Regions from separate parts of the Mus musculus genome. Here all the other regions are linked to region 4. The links are chromatin contacts, called in public promoter capture Hi-C maps. All regions are on one chromosome and are shown on one strand. The core of a region is the stretch at or near the end of the contact, and the rest is flanking DNA. Distances in the headings are between cores, read along the strand shown. Region 1 overlaps Macf1 (microtubule-actin crosslinking factor 1). Region 2 overlaps Macf1 (microtubule-actin crosslinking factor 1). Region 3 overlaps Macf1 (microtubule-actin crosslinking factor 1). Region 4 overlaps Pabpc4 (poly(A) binding protein, cytoplasmic 4).

Region 1 (2,968 bases), core at 37-2,536, 160 kb before region 4:
CTGTCTCAGCAGCAGAATTTCATTGTGGCCACCCAGTCAGTTCAGTCCTTCCTGGACCAACACAGTCACAATCTCACACCTGAGGAGCGACAGAAGCTTCAGGAGAAGCTGGGTGAGCTTAAGGAGCAATATGCAGCCTCCCTTGCCCGGTCAGAGGCAGAGCTGAAGCAGACGCAGGCTCTACGAGATGAACTGCAGAAGTTCCTGCAAGACCACAAGGAATTTGAAAACTGGCTACAACAATCTGAGAATGAGCTGGATAGTATGCATAAGGGAGGCAGCAGTCCTGAAGCTCTGAACTCCTTGCTAAAGCGGCAAGGAAGCTTCTCTGAGGATGTCATTTCCCACAAAGGAGACTTGAGATTTGTGACTATCTCAGGGCAGAAAGTCTTAGAAACAGAAAACAATTTTGAGGAAGGCCAAGAGCCATCAGCTACCAGAAACTTAGTGAATGAAAAACTGAAGGATGCAACAGAAAGATACACCACTCTCCACTCTAAGGTAAGAAAGACCCCCATCCCCACCCCCTCCAATCAACCTCCAGGGAAACAACTATGGCTGTCCTCAAACAGCCGTGGGTAATTTCTAAGGCTCAAAATATGAGTCATAAGACAGTGTATGTGAACCAAAGGAAAATGGGTTTCATCAGCTATAAATAGAAATTCAGACTCTGTGGGTCCATGGTCTAACACCTAGTCCTGTTAATGTTGGGAATATGTGTCACATCATTGGTGGAGATAGAAGTGCTCATCTGCCAATATCTTGGACTTATAAGAGATATAGCACAGCAAAATTTAAGCCAACTTCAGTCTTTTTTCATAGACAATTTGTTCTTAGACAATTTCTTCCTGAAAATCCAAAAAACAAACAAAATTTCTCCTAAAGTTTAGAATTACACACCACACTTAATCTTTCTGTCAACATCTAATCTCCCAAAAGGAACATTTTTCCACTTTTAAGTCCTTACTTTTGCCTGTAGTCTGCTGTGTATTTCTCTGGTGGTGTGTCATCCAAATCATTAAGTCTTCCTGGGGATGAGTGAGATGAAGTATACAGTACAAATACTGGTGATCCTGCTTGTAGACAGTTAAATCATTGTGTAAAGTTGCAGTCAGTTCTCTGTACCTAGGAAAGGCTCTTTCTTTGGACTCTATTCTAGAAGCTGCTGCCTTTGACATTTTTATTTCTTTGGCTTAGTGTATACGATTGGGCTCTCATCTGAGCATGTTGCTAGGCCAGTATCAGCAATTCCAGAGCAGCGCTGACAGCCTGCAGGCCTGGGTGTTGACTTGTGAGGCCAGCGTGGGGAAGCTTCTCTCAGACACAGTTGCCTCTGACCCCGGAGTCCTGCAACAGCAGCTTGCAACAACAAAGGTAGGCAGATTCAGACCGTGTGTGTGTGTGTGTGTGTGTGTGTGTGTGTGTGTGTGTGTGTGTCAAGATCTTATATTTCATGGCTTAGAGGGAACTGATAAAAGTAAATACTACTAAAAATACATTAGTTGGAAATGTCTTAGGCAAGACCAGATTCATAAATTCTTTGTTTTGTTTTTGGGTTTTTTTTTTTTGATTGTTTGTTTTGTTTTGTTTTTTGCTGTTGTTTTGGGCAAGCAGCAGTTACAGGAAGAATTGGCTGAACACCAAGTACCTGTAGAAAAGCTTCAAAAAGCAGCTCATGACCTACTGGACATTGAAGGAGAGCCAGCCCTGGACTGTAGGCCTATTCAAGAAACTACAGGTACGAAGCAGCACAGTACTCCTCCCCTTAGGAGTAGTGTGATCTTTTTTTTTGTAGTATGTAGCAAACTGTATGAACAGTTAGATATCCAGAGCGCTAAGCTCAGGGCAGGGGACATACATTTGTAGGGGGCGATTCTGATACTTTGATATAATCCGGAATCTGCACGTACTGATGCTGAAGGTCCTCTTCCCGAGTTGGTTCTTGATCCATCAATAAAGATGTTGGCTAATGGCTGGTGTAGCAGGGGACAAATTAGGTATGCCCAGTTGTTGTTAGCCAAGGCATTTTGAGAATAACTGTCCTGTGAGTGCGTCCGTATGCGTGTGTTTCTTCAATCCACAGATCCAGCATAACTCCTAGGCAGGTGCAAGCATGTGACCCACCAAGAACACAAGGCAGGGTAGCAAAAGCTACACGCAACATACATGTATAAGATGTCATGAAATAGCTCACTTTCCAGTGAATTCTGTTACTACACTTTCCATGGCTTTCACTCTATGGCTTTAACCCTTTCAGTACCTGCTGTCATTGAACTCTGTTTCTTTCACTTTATAAGGAAACTTGCTATTCCCGAGTTTTACTGCCTTTGATATTTCTCCTGTTTCTTAACTGACATTTATTTCATTGTATTCTCCATGAATGATGAAATCCTATTTATCTTTCAAGATTTCATCAGTGGTACATCAGAGGCTTTAGTCAGTACATTATGTATTTGAAAATTACTAAAGTTCTCAGCTTGAAAAGTGCTAAGTATGTGAGCTAGCTATGTTACTAACATGATATAGTCATTCTATAATATGTGTGTATCTTAAATATAATTTGCATACCAAAAAAAACTTATCAGATTTACTTACAACAGGTGGGTGGGAGAGGGAAGGAGACAGGCTGGAGAGCTTATGGCCTTTGTTAAATCCTAACTAGTAACCCTGTGTCTTAGTTACCTACCGTGATAAAAAACTATGACCAAGGCAACTTATAAAGGAAAATATTTAACTTTGGCCTGCTATTCTAGAAGGATAGAGTTGATGTTGGCAGAGCAAAGGCATGCTGCCAGGAACAGCTGAGAGTTCACATCTTGAACCACAAGCTAGATACACAGAGAGTACACTGGGCATGGGAGGAGACTTTGGAACCTTAAATAAAACCTACCTCAGTGGCATGCTTTCTCCAACAAGGCCACACCTCTTAATCCTGCCAAATGGGGACCAAGTATTTAAATGTTCATGA
Region 2 (3,177 bases), core at 151-2,650, 140 kb before region 4:
CAGAAGGCTTCCTCCAGCACCAGGCACTCATGTGGTGCACACAAAAACAGCAGACACTCATAAAAATTTTAGTGTTAAAAGTTAAATGTAGACTAGATAAATTGTCAGAAAATATAAGAACATAGAAATTTTCTTCTCTGAAATTTTCATCAAATTTTTTAATGTCCCAGTTGATCATGGCATGTCAGCTCTCCAACTTCCAAAATGCTGCCATCATCTTATCTTGGCTCTTCTGATTAGTAAGAGGTGATGGTCTCTACTCAGTTGGGATTCACTGATGTGCTGTACTCAAAAGAGCTCAGATCCCACCATTTTCATTTTAAAGTCAATTCTAAAGCAAAGAACTTAAATGCATTAAGTTTGTGGAACAAGCCGTGGAGCATCTGAGATCTCCTGCTCAGTCAGTCTCACAAACTTCTACCACATACAGCTGTGACATGGCATGCATGTTGTACTTTCCCCTAGGCTTTTCTGGCTGAATTGGAACAGAATTCCCCTAAAATTCAGAAAGTAAAGGAAGCCCTGGCTGGATTACTGAAGACCTATCCCAACTCACAAGAAGCAGAAAACTGGAAGAAAATGCAAGAGGACCTCAGTAAGTCATCACAGAGATGTTTTATTCTTAAAAGATCCAGTTTCAGGGCCAGAAAGATGGCTCAGCAGTTAAGATCACTGGCTGCTATCCAAGAGAACCTGAGTTCTAATTCCCAGCACCCACATGGTGGCTCACAACTGTCTGTATCTACAGTTCTAGGGTATAAGACACACATGCAGGCAAAACAGCAATGCACATACAATTAAAATACATAAATTAGGTTTTTTTAAAAAATCTTATCTCCAAAGCAAATTGGAAATGTTAGTACACCCTAAAAAGCTGGAATTATTTTCAATTAACTTTTTTAAGGAAGCAAAAGGCCTGTCTGTCTAGGACCAGATAATGACCTGAACAGGGGAGATTTTAGAAATTCAAGTCAAGAGCAATCTGGCTTTCTAGGACAAGTCAAACTGATAGTCTACTCTGATCAGAAGCTAACGGAGTATTGGGGATAAAAATGAAAGTGGGAAGTAATGACCCATTCCTTGAATCCCAGCACTCAGGAGGGAGTAGTGGGTGGATCTCTGTGAGTGCAAGGCAAAAGGGGTGTGGGGGAGGAGGGGAGCTTCCACAGTTTCATCACCTGCAGCTTCTTGTCACTACCAGTCTAATGAACATATAGAACTATTTGTATTACTTTAGTTTTTAAATGTTTTTAAGTTATTTTTAATTTTTAAAAATGTTAAATAATGGCTCATGTGTCGTTTCCTGTAGAATATAAGGAGTACAGCTTAGGGACCAAGCCAAATGCATTCTCTCATTTCCTCTCAACAGATTCCCGATGGGAAAAGGCCACCGAGGTTACTGTGGCTCGCCAAAAGCAGCTAGAGGAATCTGCAAGCCACCTGGCCTGCTTCCAGGCTGCAGAGTCCCAACTCCGCCCCTGGCTGATGGAGAAGGAGCTGATGATGGGAGTTCTTGGTCCCTTGTCTATTGACCCCAACATGTTGAATGCCCAGAAGCAGCAGGTCCAGGTGAGCAAAGTTGATTAATGCCTGAGCAAAGTAATCTGGGTTTCAATGCTACTCTCAGCATGTAGATTTGATTATTTCACTTTTCTCAGTTTAATAAGATTGTATTTGTGAGATTTTATCAAGATGTTCATCAAGTAATAAACAGAACAGAACTCTTAATAATATCATTAACAGGCAGTAAGCTCAATGAATTTAAAAATGGGGGACGTTTCCTGAGTAAATTAAATTCATACCTTACTTTTAATTCTCAGTAGTACGTGTGCACATTACTTAATATATTTGTATCTGTCTGCAGCTGATTAAGCAGAGAAGTCATTTCCTGTGCAAGCTTGCCTAGAGCCTTTGCTCTGCTCTGCCCCTTTCTCTATACCTGTTACTTGCTCCCTTCTGCCTTGTTCTCCAAGATCAGGTCTAAGAACAGTATTTGAAGGAGCTTTTTCTTTCAGCCTTACATGTGTCCTAATCTACCTACAAATACTGCTCTAATCCATTGTTTGTCCATGTTTGTTTGTTTAATTTTGTCTTATGTGTAAGGATGTTTTGGTACGTTCCTGTCTGTCCATATGTGTGCCTAGTGTCTGTGGAGTCCCTAAGAGGACATCAGATTCCCTGAAACTGTAGTTACAGGTTGTAAGCCACCATGTGGCTTCTGGGAAATGAACTCAGGACCTCTGGCAAAACAATCAGTGCTCTTAACCATTGAACCATCTCTCTAGACCCTTGGTTGTTTTGTTTGTTTGGTTGGTTGGTTTTTGTTTTTCTCTTAAAAATTACTGAGAATCTTAACCACTTCGGGCCCCCAAATTATTGAGAATCTTACAGAGCTGTCTTGTATTTATTTATTGATATTTACTGATATTCTATCAAGTCAGTAATTTTAATATATATTCATTATTTAATTTTTAAATAATGCTAAAACCACCACTTTAAGTACCAGATTCAATCTGTAATCATTGGGTAGATTCTGTAAAACCACAGCAGACGTCCATTAGGGAATAAGAACTTGTTTTGGGGGTGGAGAGATGGCTCAGTGGTTAAAAGCACTGACTGCTCTTTCAGAGGTCCTGAGTTCAATTCCCAGCAACCACATGGTGGCTCACAACCATCTGTAATGAGATCTGATGTGTCTGAAGAGAGCAATGGTGTACTTATATACAATAAATAAATAAATAAATAAATAAATAAATAAATAAGTAAATAAATCATTTTAAATTAAAGACATTAAAAAAAAAGAACTTATTTTGTTGAGACAGGGTCTCACTCTGTAGCATAGGTTGACCTTGAGTTTACTATGTTGCCCAAGCAGGCCTCAGGCTTGCAGGTAATCCTCCTCCTTAAGCTTCCTGAACGATAGACTGACTATAAGAATGTATTGCAATGTCATGCCCGAATATGAAAACAAGTACTTTAAAAGACAAAACCATCCTACTATTATGAAAATAGTGATTCCCTGGACTCTGAAAGGGCCTAGGCACTCTAACATATTTGTGAACCATCCTTTGAGAACTTCTCCATTCTCTGTGAAAATTTAATCTGTAGACTATGACCTGAGAACAGCCTCCCAATTGCTGACACAATTACATACAGTTTCCATACCTGTGTATATTC
Region 3 (3,166 bases), core at 88-2,587, 180 kb before region 4:
TTATTTCAGCATCCAAATTTGTGGTATATGAGTAAGGCTAAGAAAGCAAGGAGGTCATTTTGATTATAGTTGCAGCACTATGAGCATAGCGTTATATAGCATTGACATCACTAAGAATCATGGAATATGTGTGAGATGCCAAAGTTCAGTATAAGAGACTGGATGTATTCAGATAATCCATTCATGGCAACAATAGAGCAGTTTTGAATATAGTTTGGAGAGTTCTTGCCTTGAGAGAAATCTAATGCTTCGTCCTTCAGGCTTTCAGAAGGAGAGAAGGAACAGATCTCTGAGCAGTTGCGTGTGCTGAACAAGACTTACCATGACCTTTGTGATGGTTCTGCAAACCAACTCCAGCAGCTCCAAAGCGAGTTGGCTCAGCAGACGGAACAAAAGGTATTTTTACTTTTTGGCTCCATATATTATGGAAGCCTTTTAAGTGGTATGAAAGTGGCTTTGCTGATTGAGAGTCATGTTCACTAGCTTGCCATGACCAATGTGACTTAATATTTAACCTCACCTTAGCAGCCATTTGTCATGTGTTTCTTTACTGGGGTTCCATGATGTGTTGGTCAGTCAAAAATATCAGAGGGCATTTATAGCAAACCCTCTGTTTCTGGTCCACTCCCACCTCCACCCACATTTTACCATTGCATATTGGAAAACAGTTAATGAGAATTTAAATTCTGTATTTGTATCTGATCACAGGTCACTAAGATTTTACTCCTTTGAGACATTGTCACCCAAGAGTTGATAGCCAAGGGTTGTGGATATTGGCAAGAACATGCTTATAACCCTCTTCCTTCTGTAGCGTGACCAGGGAGAGTGAACTTCACTGACTGAGACGCTGGTTCCCCTCACCATCCATGGCCATCCTGTCACATAGCACATTACCAGTTCTCACCTCACCTTCACTTTTGTACCACATGGAAGTCATTATAGTTGCTGTCGATTGTCTTAAGTTGTTTCTGGATATTTGTGTGTGTGTGTGCATTTAACCAAGTTATATACATGTGTCTCTGGGATATACAGTGTGTTTGCCTGCTTATTTCCTATGTTGTGAAGCAATGGCCAGTTTATGTGGAGACAGCTAACATGGTAAATCATATTTGGTCTATATGATTCAAAAAATGACTATTCAAAACAAAATATACTTGATTCTGAAAAATGGATATAAATTATAAGTTCATAAAGTCTACAGGATAGAAGCAGTCCTGCTTTGATAATACATTTCCAGGAAATGTGTGCTGGTGAGGAATTTTCAGTGTAAAGCAGCCCACTCTAGTGGCTGTTGCTTCACCATATAAGGGAGTATGTGAAAGTTTTAACAATTGCTTGCTGAGAACATCCAGTTCTCATTTTGAAAAGTTAAAGAGGGATGGGAGGGGGAAGAGAAGGACAGGACAAGCTGCTGAGCACCACTACATTGAGCATGATGTGTCCCTGTACTGTGTGTGTTTCATGTAAAGTATTGTTCTGATTAACTGACATCCTTGCTTACAAGTTTCACTAACCCTTTGGAGTTTAAGCACAAATGCACAAAGGGAAAAGAGGACGACCTGTTTGGGGTTCTTTTTTGCAAAAAAAACAAACAGTCGCATGCTGGACGCTAACACCAAGCTTACACTGTGTATGTGATACGGCTGAGCTGCTCCATAAGGCTCTATTTCCTATCTGCCTGAGGCGTGCTCTGCAGTGTGGGTAAGTAGACGCCTTTTATTTTCTTTCCTTTTCTCCCTGTCTTTTACTGCTCATCTAGGTCACAATGTCCATGTTTGGTAGACTGGATTTCTCTGGATTACGTCCCAGTGCAGTGCTGCCTGTCTAGCCTTCAGTTATGAGGGTGTTAGAAGGAATTCTGAAGGCTTTTCTCTTTGGCTCAATTCCAGGCTTCCCCCCCCCCCCCCGCCCCAATGTCAGCATTTTTGCAATTATAACTCTTACAGAAGAAATTACAATAGTCTTCCCTTTTGTTATAACAGGCTTTATATGGATTTCTTTCTTTCTTTCTTTCTTTCTTTCTTTCTTTCTTTCTTTCTTTCTTTCTTTCTTTCTTTTTTCTTTTTGGTTTTTTGAGGTAGGCCCTGGAACTTGGTCTATAAACCAGAATGGCCTTGAATTTAGAGATCCCACGTACCCAGCTTATATATTTGTAAACAATCATACACCAATGATCAATTTTTTCAATCTCTATAAAATAGACACATAGTAGATCTGTATGGTATGTGTGTTTCATTTATATAAATTGAACCCTGTAATACAGAAATTAAAGATGGAAGAGAATGGCAAATAATATACTTTGTAGCATGGAGAATTATGCCATTAATTGAGCATATACAATGAAATGGAGAAATGAGCCAAGTCCCTCTTTGCTATCCAATCTTCATTCTTATATACAGTCCTCATGCTTGAAATCCTTGTTCAGTCTTTAAAGTTGAAGCTATGGCCTAATAGTGTTAAAGGTGTTCTTATATGTTATCTATTTATTCATTTACTGGTCATTGTATTGCAGATACTGTTCCTATACACACAGAGAAAAACTATTCTTTCAATATAGTTTCCCTCTGAATGAGAATAGAAACAAAGTGTACTTGTTAGTAGACAGGGAACTGGTTGACAGTTAAGTCTAGATCATGAAGAGTAAGTTATGAAGTTTTTGGGTTTTTTTAAGTTATGAATTTTTAAAAATCCAAAATAATACTGCCCTTATTAGAGAGATAATGACTGAAGGGCATAGTGGTGTCTGCCCTTAGTCGCATCACTCTGGAGGCAGAGGCAGGAGTCTGCTGCCGGGCAATTTGAGGCCAGCCTGCTCCACATAGTTTATACCAGGACAGTCAGAGTTTCATAGTGAGACCCTGTCTCAGAAAACAAACAAACAAAAGGAAAAAGAGCTGTAAACAGAGCCCAATGTAAGTGATCGCACAGTTAAGTGGCTAAACTCTTTAAGTGGTTTGAAATCTGAAAGAAAAGGCTTTAAATTGAGAATTCTTCAGGTGATTCTAGAACTTACAAAGGTAATTTTAACAATGTATAAGGTTTACCTTATTCCCTGAATTTAGAAACCAACTACTATTTAAGGTGTGACTTTACTGTTTCATACTTCCCAGAACTATCCAGAGAGACAATATAATAGCAAAAGATTTGAGACCAGGTTAGTTTCTGG
Region 4 (2,882 bases), core at 109-2,608:
GTAAAACCTACTTTGCAGAAATGCAACCAAACCTCTGATGACCTTTTTTTAAAAAAAGATTTTATGTTGAGTACACAGCAGCTGTACAGATAGCTATGAGCCTTCATGTGGTGGTTGGGAATTGAATTTTTAGGACCTCTGCTTGCTCTGGTCAAACCTGCTTGCTCAGTCCCTGCTCACTCCAGCCCAAAGATTTATTATACATAAGTACACTGTAGCTGACTTCAGATGCACCAGAAGAGGGCGTCAGATCTCATTACAGATGGTTGTGAGCCACCACGTGGCTGCTGGGATTTGAGCTCAGGACCTTCTGAAGAGCAGTCAGTGAGCCATCTCGCCAGCCCCTTCTGATAACCTTTTAAAAGCACCCCCACCCGCCACATCCCTGCCAAGCCTGTAGCCTACCGATCACTTGTGTGGTCTCTGAGTGACAGAGGTCAAAGATCAGGTGATTTTCCTCTATCAACCCCCATCTTTAAGATATAACTGTAGCTGTGTACGTTCACAAGTGAAGGTGCCCAAGGAGGGGCAGAGGTCTGAGAACCCCTGGAGTTAAGATGGTTTTAAGCCTCAATGTGTCCAGAAATATTAAGACTGGCTAGAAACTCAGGAGCAGATTGTTTCTCCAGAGATCAGAGTCAGAATCCTCAATTGCCTCTAATTCCAGCTCCTGCAGTCTTTGGACCCAAGAGTATCCACATGGACACTTTTTTCCGAGACAGGGTTTCTCTATATAGCTCTGGCTGTCCTGCAACTCACTTTGTAGACCAGGCTGGCCTTGAACTCAGAAATCTGCCTGCCTCTGCCTCCCGAGTGCTGGGATTTAAAGGCTTGTGCCACCATGCCTGGCTACATGGACACTTTTTAAAAACCCCCAAAACCTTACAGTTTGGGCTTTTGGACCTGTTACTTAAAAGGAGACCAATTCTTATGGGAAACTACCCATAGCCCTAAGGCAGGCTTGGCTGGAAGATAGGAAGGCAGCTGACCGTGGCCAGCACTTGGGACTCTGATATCATGGGACTCCTGAGCATTTCCCCAGAGCAGAAGCCTTGCTGCAGAAACTGGCCAACTGCACGCTGACGTAAGCAGGAGGCAACCGAACTTTACTCCAGTGAAGAGGACGGAGGCTTTGGCCAATGGGCTAGCAAATCCTACCCTGTCCCTAGGGTTTGCAGCGACCCCACAGATCCTGGACTTTCCTGGTGTTAGCATTCTACATTCAAGTATAAAGATTCTGCCATGGTATGCAGAGCGCATTCTAGGACAACTCAATTCACAGTTCACTCTTTTCATGCTTGGGTTGGGTTGGCTCCAAACTCACTGGGCATTACTGCCCTGTAATTCCTGGTCATTCTGACTCCAGCTGGGATCACAGATGCTGGCCAGGAGCCCAGGGGCTTGGTACATGCCAGGCAAGCTCCACCCCAACCCATTTAAATTACCACATGCTTGCTAGCCCAATTACATCCTAAAAATAAAGAAAAGTAGCCGGGCGTGGTGGAGCACGCCTTTAATCCCAGCACTTGGGAGGCAGAGGCAGGCAGATTTCTGAGTTCGAGGCCAGCCTGGTCTACAGAATGAGTAGTTCCAGGACAGCCAAGGCTACACAGAGAAACCCTGTCTCAAAAAACCAAAAGGGAAAGTAAATTTATTTAATATATGCAGAGCCCAACAGTTCTAGCAAAAGCCCAAGATTGTAACATAAAACTGGCATCAAATTCAGCCATATTTATGGAGATTTTATTTCCTTTATTTGAGAAACTTAAGTCTTGGGTACATCAAAACCAATTTCTGGGATGAGGGAAAAAAAAAACCAGAACCCATAATAGAAAAAAAAAAGTTATCATCTGGGTCACAACAGAACCCAGAGAATATATTCTTATAATTGAAAAACTTATAGGTGCTTCATAATTGACCTTCTGATACAAAATGACCTATTGAATTTGCAACTTGGTTCTTGGTGTGGAGGTCCACAGACAAACTAGGATGTCTTCAGACCTTAGCTGGATGCCATGAGGGGTTATTTGGCTTTCGACTCCTAGAAAAGAGAAGTGCCAACACAAATAAGCAAGCCTGTTTGTTAAAGAGACCTCTCTGCTCGTCAGCACCAGCTGCTCCCAGCCGGCTGCAACTCATCGCCTTCTCCTTTCCCCTATCAAGAGTCCCAGTTCACTCTCTCCTAAACCTTGCAGGGGCCACAGCTCAGACATCACTACAGTGATCTCTTCAACAAGACTGTAATAAATACCAACACCCCTCTCTGCACACTGCACTCACAGCTAGGCAGTGGACACAACCTCAGGCCAAGCTAGAAAGGTCCCTGGCCCACATGGGCAGCTGGGATTGCAGATCCTGTTTTATTATATATATACCCCCTCACCCCCAACAGCCTGGAACATATGGTAAGGCCCTATCTGAAAAACCAAAGGGGGCAGAAAACACGAACTGTCAACATACTTTTTTTCTTGTCTAAGAGGTAGCAGCAGCAACAGTGCCCACCTTCTGGGCAGCTTCTTTCTTGGCATGGTGAGCCTGCAGGACTGCCACCGCTTCATCTACCTTGGAGCGGAGGGACTCGGGGGACTCCAGCATGTGCAGCAGCTCAGAGTTGTCGATTTCCAGCAGCATCCCGGTGATTTTCCCAGCCAGGTTTGAATGCATTGTTTGGATAAGCGGGAACAGACGCTCCCCTATGGGCGGAACGGTTGCGGTCACCACAGCGCCTAAGCCCAGTGAGCACTGGCATCCGGGCTCTCTTCTGCAAGCAGGCGAACTTACCCAGCATCTGCTTCTGCTCCTGGGGGGGCGCTGCAGCAAGCATGGAGGCAGTCAGGGGCTCCTGACCCTGGACGTGGACTGCAGGCTGGGGGGCCTGTGAA

The links. Capture Hi-C pulls out chosen DNA fragments and counts their contacts.
Region 1: a contact with region 4 is called in a promoter capture Hi-C map of adipose tissue. The contact joins two enhancer-like sites. A contact is called at or near these places in 9 of 39 promoter capture datasets (the 3T3-L1 cell line, the C10 cell line, cranial neural crest and 5 more), 14 of 484 Hi-C or Micro-C datasets (the C10 cell line, CD8 T cells, the STO cell line and 9 more), 7 of 115 datasets of contacts at active chromatin or transcription factors (T-cell acute lymphoblastic leukemia, astrocytes, embryonic stem cells and 1 more) and 4 of 9 other capture datasets (adipose tissue, embryonic stem cells, liver and 1 more).
Region 2: a promoter capture Hi-C map of adipose tissue shows a contact between it and region 4. The contact joins two enhancer-like sites. A contact is called at or near these places in 8 of 39 promoter capture datasets (the C10 cell line, the HPC-7 cell line, cranial neural crest and 5 more), 6 of 484 Hi-C or Micro-C datasets (the C10 cell line, CD8 T cells, Th1 cells and 3 more), 6 of 115 datasets of contacts at active chromatin or transcription factors (T-cell acute lymphoblastic leukemia, astrocytes, embryonic stem cells and 2 more) and 4 of 9 other capture datasets (adipose tissue, embryonic stem cells, liver and 1 more).
Region 3: a promoter capture Hi-C map of adipose tissue shows a contact between it and region 4. The contact joins two enhancer-like sites. A contact is called at or near these places in 6 of 39 promoter capture datasets (the C10 cell line, cranial neural crest, liver and 2 more), 1 of 15 datasets of contacts at CTCF or cohesin (the NIH/3T3 cell line), 9 of 484 Hi-C or Micro-C datasets (Th1 cells, Th2 cells, cortical neurons and 5 more), 4 of 115 datasets of contacts at active chromatin or transcription factors (embryonic stem cells and trophoblast stem cells) and 4 of 9 other capture datasets (adipose tissue, embryonic stem cells, liver and 1 more).

The regions. Positions count from the first base shown.
Region 1 is chr4:123,453,764-123,456,731 of GRCm38.p6, reverse strand. It overlaps Macf1 (microtubule-actin crosslinking factor 1), which reads left to right. Exons shown (of 98, transcript NM_001199136.1): 44 at 1-501; 45 at 1,198-1,374; 46 at 1,615-1,738. Among named protein-coding and RNA genes, the nearest start is that of D830031N03Rik, 43 kb to the right of the region's middle. Within about 2 kb of position 1,286, at least 11 of the 459 cell types and tissues checked have an H3K27ac peak or open chromatin away from gene starts, as enhancers often do. A contact at or near this core is called in the STO cell line, where this site is marked.
Region 2 is chr4:123,436,859-123,440,035 of GRCm38.p6, reverse strand. Macf1 (microtubule-actin crosslinking factor 1) reads left to right here. Exons shown (of 98, transcript NM_001199136.1): 54 at 466-595; 55 at 1,370-1,569. Among named protein-coding and RNA genes, the nearest start is that of D830031N03Rik, 27 kb to the right of the region's middle. Within about 2 kb of position 1,400, at least 6 of the 459 cell types and tissues checked have an H3K27ac peak or open chromatin away from gene starts, as enhancers often do. A contact at or near this core is called in adipose tissue, where this site is marked.
Region 3 is chr4:123,477,417-123,480,582 of GRCm38.p6, reverse strand. Macf1 (microtubule-actin crosslinking factor 1) reads left to right here. Exons shown (of 98, transcript NM_001199136.1): 35 at 261-396. Among named protein-coding and RNA genes, the nearest start is that of D830031N03Rik, 67 kb to the right of the region's middle. Within about 2 kb of position 1,337, at least 23 of the 459 cell types and tissues checked have an H3K27ac peak or open chromatin away from gene starts, as enhancers often do. A contact at or near this core is called in adipose tissue, where this site is marked.
Region 4 is chr4:123,297,672-123,300,553 of GRCm38.p6, reverse strand. It overlaps Pabpc4 (poly(A) binding protein, cytoplasmic 4), which reads right to left. Exons shown (of 15, transcript NM_130881.3): 13 at 2,782-2,875; 14 at 2,461-2,693; 15 at 1,629-2,041. The coding sequence ends at 2,473. Among named protein-coding and RNA genes, the nearest start is that of Gm22154, 6.0 kb to the right of the region's middle. Within about 2 kb of position 1,358, at least 22 of the 459 cell types and tissues checked have an H3K27ac peak or open chromatin away from gene starts, as enhancers often do. A contact at or near this core is called in the STO cell line and adipose tissue, where this site is marked.